Regions from separate parts of the Sus scrofa genome. Here all the other regions are linked to region 1. Evidence: chromatin contacts called from public Hi-C data. All regions are on one chromosome and are shown on one strand. Each heading gives the region's core, a stretch centred on a gene start, on an enhancer-like site or on the middle of the called end of the contact. The rest is flanking DNA. Distances are from core to core; before and after follow the strand shown.

Region 1 (3,441 bases), core at 85-2,584:
TCTCGGTTACTATGGTGATCGCGGGGTGGGCGGGGCCACCATTCCCTGCGTTTCCCCCCCCTCTGCCCAGGACTTTTCGAACGCTCCAATAGGGACAGCCCTTTCTTGACTCTGTCCCGCCCCGCTCGGCTCCGAGAGTGATTCGATTGGTTTGCAAACAGGCGGTGGGGTACCCCAAGGATACCACCTCAAAACGGGAAGAGCGGGAAAGTGTACAAGGCGCTGTCCGAGGCGTGAAGCTCACAGCGCTGTGGGGAAGCACATGGTTGGCCTTGGAACGAGTTGCCCCGTGTCCTGTATACAACTCTACACACTCAGGACTGCTAGCACTAGAGACATGAGCCGGGGTGCGGGCACACCGTTTGCGGGCCGGGGCGGCCCATCCCGGCGATAGAGGACAAGACGAGGCGTAAAGATCCGGTGGCGCGCTCTCGGGCGCTGGGGATCAGAGGCCAGAGTGGGCGGGCAGAAGTCCGGGGGCGGTGCCAGCGGCGGCGGCGGGAGGCGCAAGGCCCAATGAGTGCGCGCACCGCCCCCGGGGGCGGGGCTTTGGGGAGCGCTCCCCCCGCCCTCCCACACGCCCCCGCCCCTCCCCCCGGGCGCCGGGGCCGCAGTGAGTGAGTGGCACTGGCAGCCTGTCAATCCCTCAGCCGAACGGCCTTCGAGCCCGGTCCGCGGCGGCTGCTGGCAGGGTGCGCGGCTCCGGCAGTGGCGGCGGCGACTTCTCCCGCCCCATCAATCTGCTGTCCGCCCGGCGCGCGGCCCGCCGGGGCCCTTCCTCGGGCTCCGCGCCCCCACCGCGCCTGCCCGCTCGCCCGCTCCCAAACTTTCCTCCTCCGCCCCCTCTCGCTCCCCTCGGCCCTCCCGCCGGCCTCCTCCTCCGCCGCCGCCGCCTGCCGCCGCCGCTCCCTCCCCCGGGGCCGCCGGGGCTCGGATCCCGCCCGGCCGAGGTGGCCGAGGCGGCGGCGGCGGCGGCGGCGGGGGCCGAGGGAGGGGAGTGCGCAGGCTGGCGCGGGTGGCGGCGGGCGTCCCAACAACTCGGCCGGTGCTGAGGAGCAAGTTGCGCGGGGCCACCCGGCGGGGCGCGCGGCGGCGAGGAGGCGGCGCGGCGGCCGCGTGAGGGCAGCGGGCGCCGCTGCCTCCGCCTCCGCCACCGCCGCGGAGCCCAGCGCTTCCGCCCGGCGCTTCTCCTCAGCCTCCGCGGCGGCGGAAGCCGGAGCCGGGCGCCCGTCTGCACCGCCTCAGCCGCGGGCCCCGCCGGCCGGGCCGCCCCCTCCCCGCGCGGGCGGGGAGCGCGCGGCCGCCTCCCCCTCCCCCTCCCCCTCTTTCTTCTCCTCCCTCGTCGCCGCCGCCGCCGCCGCCGCCGCCGCCTCAGCCTTCGCCTCAGCCGCCGCCGCCGCCCGCTCCCGCCCGCGCGCGGCGGGATGGACGATCAATCCAGGATGCTGCAGACTCTGGCCGGGGTGAACCTGGCCGGCCACTCGGTGCAGGGGGGCATGGCCCTGCCGCCTCCCCCGCACGGCCACGAAGGGGCGGACGGCGACGGCAGGAAGCAGGACATCGGCGACATCCTCCACCAGATCATGACCATCACCGACCAGAGCTTGGACGAGGCGCAAGCAAAGTTGGTGTCGTCTCATTAAGCATCTTTTGTGTGTGTGCGGGAGCCGGGCCCGCGGCAGAGTCCGGCCCCGGGTGGCGCCCGGGCCGGGGGCCTCAGCCCCGGGGCGGGGAACTTTCTCCGAAAACAGGCCGCCCGCCCGGGCCTCGCGGGGGACTTGCCCCGCGCCCCTCGACGCAGGCGGGAGGCGGCAAAGTTGCTCTCGGGGCGCGGGACGGACTTGGTGCCGCGTGGATTGTGTGGGTTTCTCTCACCCCCGCGTCCGGCCCTGTGGCAGCCCGGCCCCCTCGTACGGATTCAAACCTCCCGCCCGGACCCCGGTGCACGCCGCGGCGAGCGGGCCCCGGGCCGCACTTGAGGGAAGTGCAACTTTCTGCTCGGCCGGGAGTCCCGGCGCCCGGCTCCGCCTGGCCGCCGGACGACCTCGCTGTGCGGGCGGCCGCCCCGGCCCCGCCGCGGGGCGATGGGCGGTTCCCCGGCGGGTCCGGGCGCAGGCGGCCAAGTTCTCGGGAAGGGAGGGCCGCCTGGCAAACTTTGCCAAGCTGTCACCGCCCGCTGGCCGCAGTCGGCCGGCCGCCCGTGCGCGCCCGCTCCCCCGGCGGAGGGCGGACGCAGGAGCCCCTCCACGCCGTCCTGTCCCCTGGGTCGCCGCCGTCTGCCCCCGGATCGCGGTTGCCCGCGCGGGTTCGCGCCCTGCGGTCGCCGAGGCTGCTGCCTGCCGGGCAGATGGGTCGCGCTTCGTTCGGGCTGGAGCTTTGGCTGCCGGAGCTTGCCGGCTGTCGCCAACTGAGTCAACTTGAGTTCTGTTGACTTGCCGTGGTTCCAAAGAGCCTTCCAAAATAGGGGGCCGGAATGAAATCTTGGGTCTAAGTTAAAGGAAGGCGCCATATTATTCCATAGGTGATGCTAATACCTTTGTGTTTTGCTATTTGTTTTTTAGGAAACATGCCCTGAACTGTCACAGAATGAAACCCGCGCTCTTCAGCGTCTTGTGCGAGATCAAAGAGAAAACAGGTAAGACGCTGCGCCCGGCCGTGGGCCTGGAGACCCCCGAGGTGGGGTCCGAGCTACTCCTTCGACTCTCCAGTTGAGAGCTGCTGCTTTTGGGCACCGCCATCTTTGATCATTCTTTCCTTCCCACCTCCTGATCTTGAGGAAAAACTGCAATAAATCTGGAGTCGATTTCTCAATTCCGCTCCTGGTGTAAAATGAAGTGTAGATGCGGACGGGGCTGGGTCGCCGTCCCCGGGCGGCCACCCCTGGCTGCAGGTGGGGAGGGGGCCGGAGCTCCAGCCACCCTCTCCTGCTCCTTTTGCCTTGTTTGTATGTCAGTTTTTAAAAGGAGCAACGGGAGACTGGATGCCAGGGACCGAGTCCCGGAGAGAAGCATCCCCCGAACTTTGTTTTACTTAGCCTTAAGCTTCGGTTACACAGAATAGCTGCAATTGAACAGACCCCAGGAGCATGTTTGAATTAGTGTTTTAGTTGGGAATGCTACTTTTAAGAAACAGGAAGGGTAATGAAGTGTTTTTAGCGATATACAAGGTGTTACATTTATTAATACTTTGACTAAATGTTATGCTTGAAGTCATTGCATTGTAAACATAATATATTTTATAAAGTAGAGAAAGGTCCACAGGTACAGATTGAACAATTTTCGAGGTGTTTAAGGCAGGGAATATATTTAAAGACAGCTTTTACTGAAGAGCTGAAATGAAAACTATACCAGTAAATGTTAGACAAATTTCTGACAATTCATTTCAAATTGGCTTTCTTGTACACTTTTTAACAATTGAAAATGTTTTAGTCTTGAGGTGATA
Region 2 (3,440 bases), core at 320-2,819, 140 kb after region 1:
CTTCCTGTCTAACATAAACCTTTTGATCGGCATGTCCATTTTGATCTCTTCTGTCATGTAGTGTATTGAATGGATAAAGGAATTATTTTCAGTTATTGTGCATATCCTTAATTAAGCCGGTAAAGACATGCAGGTAGATTTAGTTCTCAACCACTTAATAGGCAAATATGTATAAGGTTATTCTGTGGCCTACAATTGACCTCTTTGTGTGGAGGAATTCCCTGAGAACATTCAGGATTAAGTCACTGTGCTACATGAGAGGAGAGGTGGCACACATGCTTCACAGAAACAGACACTCTCACTTGATGGCATTATTTGGGAGACTTAAGATTTGATATTCCAATGGTGTAATTGTTGTTCCTTAACAATGCCTAACACATTTGCAAGCTGAAAATTACAACGTTGTCATTCTTACTGGATTGGGGGTGTCTGTTTTGGAATGTATTTCATCTTCTTTCATAAATTGTGTAAAAACTAAATATTAGGAAAGTTTTGGATTTGATTACTTAGCACTGTAAAAACACTTAGAGCCTTAATGCAACTAATAATTTGATCAAAAATTTATACTATTGTGTTTAAGTCTAACTGAATCTAAGTGTACATTTGAGATGTAAATTCTTAATTTTTAAAATAATATTTTTTGTAGGTCTAGAAAGTATAGCAGGATTTCCTGCTAATTTAGGTCAGGCAACGTAAGGCTTGGGAACTCACATTTTCTGCTCTTTTGGAAAAGAATATATCCAACATGGAATATTGTGGATAATCGTGAATATTAAGTAAAAAATACTTTTAAAATATATGTTTTGGTGTAAAATATGCTTTGCAAGTTTACTCATTACACTGACTTTTTAAGTTTTGTTTCCCATGGCAGGTTATGGAAACAAAACAATGACCACAAAGTACAATAAAATGTCCTTATTACAGTTTGATTGTAGGTACAGTAGCAGTAATATAAATCAGGCACCTTATTGAAGGGCTCTTGAGCATCCCCAGAGACATCAGCCTTAATTTCAGTTACGTTGTGGGGTCGCCCACGATTCCCCCTGGTTTCTCCGAGTAACTCACTGACCCGCGGAAAGGTGTCTCTTGGTCCTGGCCTCTTCCTCCCTGGTTGTGGTTGTAGAAGGGAGGCTGCACGCACATGGAGTAGGAGCGGGTTTGCACATGCACGGCCCGAGCCAAGACTCGCTTGGCTGTGCACACACGCAGCAGCCTCACTCTTTTCAAGTCCGAGTTCTGCATAAAGAGGTGTTAGGAACCTAGTTCCTAAACAATCTAGAGAGAGAAATAATGGATGTGTGGGAGCTGAGTTTAAGCCCGAATTTTCTTTCCTCAGTAGTTTTTGTTCTCAATCACCTTGATGAAACAATCTTGAAGCCGCTCCGCTTTCCGTGGCATTTGGAATGAGTCCCTGACAGGCTGATTTTCCACCCCTGTTGTGATGCTGCTTTCTCTAGTTAATATTCCTGTGTAAGTGTCGCACAAAAGTAAACCCAAAGAGCCCGCACATGACATGGAGGCTGCTCCATTTACATTAATTATGCAGTCAGGGCGGTGTGAATTCGCTGTCAGCCGCAGGGGCGGGGGCGCGCCGCGGCGGGGAGCTGGGAGCGGGAAGCGGACCCGGCCGCGGGGCCTCTCCGCGCGGCCGCGGGAGGGGGAGCGGGGATCACCCGGGCCGGCGAGCCGCCGCTCGGCGTGCGGAGAACAATGGGCGCGCCCCGAGAGCCGCGGGGCAGAGCGGCGCGGCAGCCCCAGCCGCTCCCCGCCAGCGGCGGTCCCGGCCGCGCCCGGCGGTGGTGAACGCCGGGTCCGGCAGGCGCCGAGGAGGCCAGTGCTCCCTCCCCGGCAGTCTGCAGCTGGCTTTGTGCCGTGGGGTCAGCGGCACCTGGGAGGCAGCCCTGCTTGCGAGTTCGTGCCTTTCAAATCGGAGCCCGAAACTTGGTTTGAGGCCTGGCGATTGGTAGAGGCTGGATTTCCTTGATTTCAAAGATCTAGGCTACTGCCTACTCGGGTATCACAGAGGAGGTCGGCAAAATCATGTGAACGTCTTCGACCGTTAGGAAAAAATTCCAAATGGGCTGCAAAACGTGGACACCCTGGGAAAATGGTGATCAAGAAAAAAATTAACTCTCTAACCCCTCACCATAAATATGAGGGGCAGGTTTCCTGCCGTAATTGGCTCTGAAGCACCCCAACTTAATGGCTGTTTTTCACTGGGAGACGGAATTCCATAGGGAATTTAATTGTACAAACATTTGTTGAGTGAGTACCTACTATGTCCTAGGAGATGGGAAGTTACTACCTCATTATTACTGTATGGAAAATATTCCAGAAAATTTACATTATTACTCTTTCCAGGATTTAAATCTGGAAACCATTGAAAATGTGCTCTTCTTGTCACTGCTACCTGGACCTCGGCCCTCCCCCCCCCCATCCATTTCCCCAGTGACTTGGCTTTAGTTAGGAAGTATTGGGAATGGTAGGTAGGATGAATGTGCTTTATTTATTCTTTTTGCACCTTTAAAGAAGTACAGATTATTTTGCAGTATTTCTGCAGTGTAGTGTATGCATCTCATTGTGTGGACCTGGAATTGTGTGCTTACAAGGAATGACTGGCCAAATATCCCTGTCTGGAGAACAGCAGAACACTGAGATTGGAAAAGATGAATAAAGGGATGATTTGAAAAATCTTGCCCCTTTTTTTAGATTTGCAAAAACAATTCCAAGGTCATATTTTGCACTTTTCTTTAAAATAAAGGATTACATGTACATGAGTAAGTCATGTCACATTCAGCTAGGAGTAACCACACTGAAAATTTTTCCAAAAGGAACTAGGCCATCCTCTCAAGGCCATGTGTAGTAGCCAGCCATGATGACTTTTAGCTCTCTTCTAGCCAAAGTCATAATTTCTGAAGAAATCAGTGTAGTACCTTTATCATTTTCTTTACTTACTTTTTTAAATAAACAGATGAAAGGTATAACTTTAACAATGTGTAATGCTTTCTTTTGACATTTGTACTGTGTACTTGTTCCAAAATGGACTGTTTTTTGAAAAAAAGAAAAAAAGTCATTTCTCCCTTGGCCTTATAAGGAAAAAGTTGATCCCTCTATATAGCACATATGTTTAAAGGCACTTGTAATTGCTCAAAACAGTATTGTAAATGACTTTTTTCTCTTCTTAAGAGGGAATATATAAAGATGCAGTTTTCTAAAATGAATGCTGAATCATATGAAATTACCGGTATCTGACCATTTTTGACGTTAAATATGGCAATTTCATGTGGTTCAAGTTGAAAGTATTGATAAGTGAAATGAAAAAGCAGAAAAGAAAGTACTTAGATACAATTTGTGTAAAAATGTATTGCAATTTGATGTTATACAAATAGAATCAAATGTTCATGGATTTATTTCTTTCCTCTATTAAACTGTTTGAATTC
Region 3 (3,806 bases), core at 1,248-3,747, 240 kb before region 1:
GGCAGCGAAACTGGGATACCAGCCACGCTTACTCGATCAGGAGGCAAGCCTCCATGGGGCCGACGCGCTCGGCCCGGCGAGCCTCGGCTGTGTGCTCTGTGTGCCGCTAACTCTGCATGGACGGGGAGTTTTCTGTGGAATCAGCAGGGCTGCTGGGTAAATGCCACACACAGACGCTTACCACTTAGAAGAACTTGCCACAGGGGGCGAGCGAAATCTCTGCTCTGACTGACACAGGATGGACGAGCGGAGGAGACCATCCATCAGTGTCAGGAAAGATCTGAAGCACCTGGCTAGTCAGTTGAAATAAAATAAATTATTTACTGATCTCAGAATCCAGCTGCTCACTTGAATGCCCATAAAGAGTGTGCTGCTTGCTGCCCTGAACTCTGTAGTAGATGCTGTTTCAGAAAGAAAGACTTTCCGGACGGCTTCGTGCAGGCTTTTTAGAACGGAGTGTGATCATCTGCTTTCTAAGGAGGAAGTGAGGGCCTGAATACAAACCGGAACAGGAAATGAACCTGTCTTTCCACTGCGTGATATGGTGCTCATGGGCACAGTCTGTCTGACTGTCAGAAAATTCCCTGCGACTAATTAGTGAAGTTTTTGCTTATATTGCTAGAGACTGAATTTAGATTCATAGCAGAAACAAATGCTCTGACGACATCCATTTTAGAAGTGCGTCAGAATCGTGACTCTCCACCAGAGGGCGCTGTGGGTGCCACTGGAAGCATCCAGAGGCGCCAGGGACCGGCTTCTGGTCCCCTCACTTCCGAGAGCCACCGTGGTAAAGAGAGGTACCTGCATTACTCTCAGCATCCACTTCCACCTGCCAAGTCTCTGTCGAGACTACAGGTGAAACCTTGTCAACAGGGCCACTACCTAATCCGAGTGATCTGGTTAAATACTTTCAAGATGGTGCGCTAGGAGAGAAACCAATGAGCAACACAAATGGTAATGACTGTGATCACCACACCACTGAGATAAGCTACCACCAGAACACAGCGCCCTCGGACCACCTTCACACACAATCTCAAAGGTAAACATTATAACTCCCACTTCGGAAATGACAAACGTTAAGACTGAAAGGGGAGTTCCCATCGTGGCTCAGCGGAAAGGAACCTGACTAGTCTCCATGAGGATGCAGGTTCGATCCCTGGCCTCACGCAGTGGGTTAAGAATCTGGCATTGCCCTGAGCTGTGGTGTAGGTCACAGACGCAGCTTGGATCCTGTGTTGCTGTGGCTGTGGTGTAGGCCAGCGGCTATGGCTCCGACTGGACCCCTAGCCTGGGAACCTCCAAATGCCATGGGAGCGGCCCTAAAACGACAAAAGACTGATAGGGGAGGGGACTTATTTAAGCCGAAATTGCAAATAAGCGGTAAAGCTGGGAGTCAAACCAGTTCTTGCCTGTAGAGCTTGGGCTCTCTGCACTGATTCTTCTGTGAACTTTTTCCTCTATCTGAATATACTAATCAGAATCGGATGAATTCAAGTTTGGCTTTTTGCCTCTGGAAACCATCTGGGGAAAAAAAAGTCCATCCTCTGTTAGGGAGGAGATGCCCTCAGGTTGGCTAGACTAGGGTTCTGCCCCTGATACCATTACCTTCTTACCCGCTGTGTGAGCTTGGGCATGAGCCTCCACCTCTCTGCACCTCGCCTACATTCTCTGTCAGATGGAGACAGCAAAAACATCTGCCTTTAAGGCGGGTTAGTAGTGCAGGTGAAGCACTTATGAGCCAGCACAGTGCCTAGTGCGTAGTGGACACCTAAGATGACAGCCATGAGGATAACGACGACGATGGCCTATGAATATCGTGTGGACCACTACGACTCTCCTAGTCCTGTGAGGTTCAAGTCAAAACAGAGATTTAGGGAGTTCCCTGGAGGCTCAGTGGGTTAAGGATTCAGCGCTGTCACGGCAGGGGCTTGGGTTCAATCCCTGGCCCTGGAGCGTCTGCATGTTATAGACGTGGCCAAAAAAAGAAAAAAATCCGCAGACATTTTTTACACAAATTAACCCCAAATAGTAATTGAAATTTAGTTCCAAATTATCTGGTGAGGATCCAAATTTAACTTCTGAGATCATTAAAAGCCTTCCTGAATAAAGGCATGAATGAATAAGCAATGAATTCACTGAGTAAGAAAAGGCAAGTGGCAATGTTACAAAGCAGTTCTGAGGATAGGATGAAAGAGAATCACAGAATGAAAAGAATTATGCAACTTCATGGAAGTCAATCAGCTTGAAAAAGAGTCTCAAGTTAGTTCTATTTCTAATCTTCTGCTTCATAAAAAAGGAGACAAGACAGAGCGCTCCTGTGGGGAAAAGGAGTTACTTTACATTTCATTGTTTCAACATTTTCTCTGAAAACAAATTACCGTTCGTCACTGAGATCCTATAAAAGCTGCATGTTGTTTCTTTCCCTGTTTCTACACTGACCAGGGACAGAAGGCTCTCCTCTGTTTACACACTTACCTAACTGCACGTCGGTTGTGAATCGGAGTCTGTGGATCATGCTGACTTTGAATGACTTGTAATGGTGGCTGCTCAGCATGTCCTGTACTGTAGCTATGTCAATTTGCGAATCCTCCTCAAAAACCCCGTCTGCCCTTGAACCTGGGGAGGAGAAAGCAGTTTAACACATAAAGATACATGAGGCTTGGCAAATGGTGTCTGCTTAAAATGCTTTGGGATAAATTAAAATAATATGGGCTATTTAATTTGGAAAAGAAAAGGCTGAGCGATGACTTAATAATGCCATTCCAGTAAACAGAGAACGGTAACATATTAATCATTCAACAATTAATTCCATAAACAGTGCCTCTTCTATGGCAGGCCCTTGGCTGGGCAGCAGCAATACAGAGGGTAGAAAAACTCCCGCTCACCAGAAGCTCTCAGTCTCCCCAGAAGTAAGTCAAAATCACAAAAGCATGTGTGGCCACGCTTCTTTTTCTTTTTCAGGCCACACCCACACATATGGAGGTTCCTAGGCTAGAGGTCGAATCAGAGCCACAGGTGCCGGCCTATGCCACAGCCACAGCAACGCCAGATCCGAGCTGTATCTGCTACCAATGCCACAGCCACAGCAACGCAGGATCCCTGCTGCGTCTATGACCTACACCACAGCCCAGGGCTATGCGCTGGATCCTTAACCCACTGAGTGAGGCCAGGGATTGAACCCCTGTCCTCATGGATCCTAGGAGGATTCGTTTCCGCTGTGCCACAATGAGAACTCCCTTGCTTCTTTTTCTAGTCAGCTTCCTGTCCTGTGCCCTAGTCTCCACTGGTTCGGGTCCAAGCCTGCCTGAACTTGGATGGCTCTAACAGTCTCCTTTAGGATTCCTCTAGGGTTCCCTCTGTAGGACTTTGTGATTCATCTTTCTAAAGCTTTGATCAGTCATTCACTCATCAAACGTTTAGGGAGAGCTCTGCACACTAAGTACTCGGATACTGATACTGGGGACAATTAAGAAGACTGGCTCAGAAATCTCCCCTGGCTTCCCAAGGCCTCCGCAATGAAGCAAACTCTTTTCCACCAAGCAACCAAGGCTGTCCACACTCTTGCTGAAACAAAATTTTCCCAATTTTACCAGTCACTTCTCACACATACCTCCTCTCAGCTCCTCCCAAACTCAGACTGTATACAGGTTCAGGTTTTTCTACTTCTGGGCCTTTGCTCAAGAGGTACCTCTGGCCTAGAATACTCCTTCCACCCTCATCCAGAATCTGTCTCCACTCAGACTAGCTCAGACTCCACCCCGACCTGAATTCCATAGCAGTTGGTTATACTGCATTCTGGAGCCAAG

The links. A called contact is a pair of places that touch in the nucleus more often than the background predicts.
Region 2: a Hi-C map of skeletal muscle shows a contact between it and region 1, with 2.3 times the contacts expected there. The contact joins the enhancer-like site here to the promoter of PBX3 in region 1. A contact is called at or near these places in 1 of 5 promoter capture datasets (liver) and 4 of 47 Hi-C or Micro-C datasets (embryonic fibroblasts, heart right ventricle and skeletal muscle).
Region 3: a contact with region 1 is called in a Hi-C map of liver, with 3 times the contacts expected there. The contact joins the enhancer-like site here to the promoter of PBX3 in region 1. A contact is called at or near these places in 1 of 5 promoter capture datasets (fetal liver), 3 of 47 Hi-C or Micro-C datasets (embryonic fibroblasts, heart right ventricle and liver) and 1 of 2 datasets of contacts at active chromatin or transcription factors (skeletal muscle).

The regions. Positions count from the first base shown.
Region 1 is chr1:266,381,977-266,385,417 of Sscrofa11.1, forward strand. PBX3 (pre-B-cell leukemia transcription factor 3) reads left to right here and starts at 1,335. Exons shown (of 9, transcript XM_021068936.1): 1 at 1,335-1,624; 2 at 2,562-2,635. The coding sequence starts at 1,425.
Region 2 is chr1:266,526,507-266,529,946 of Sscrofa11.1, forward strand. The region is part of intron 2 of PBX3 (pre-B-cell leukemia transcription factor 3); the gene reads left to right. Among named protein-coding and RNA genes, the nearest start is that of PBX3, 140 kb to the left of the region's middle. Within about 2 kb of position 1,570, at least 47 of the 83 cell types and tissues checked have an H3K27ac peak or open chromatin away from gene starts, as enhancers often do. A contact at or near this core is called in liver and skeletal muscle, where this site is marked.
Region 3 is chr1:266,136,889-266,140,694 of Sscrofa11.1, forward strand. It overlaps MAPKAP1 (target of rapamycin complex 2 subunit MAPKAP1), which reads right to left. Exons shown (of 11, transcript XM_021068873.1): 8 at 2,476-2,616. Among named protein-coding and RNA genes, the nearest start is that of GAPVD1, 190 kb to the left of the region's middle. Within about 2 kb of position 2,498, at least 8 of the 83 cell types and tissues checked have an H3K27ac peak or open chromatin away from gene starts, as enhancers often do. A contact at or near this core is called in fetal liver and liver, where this site is marked.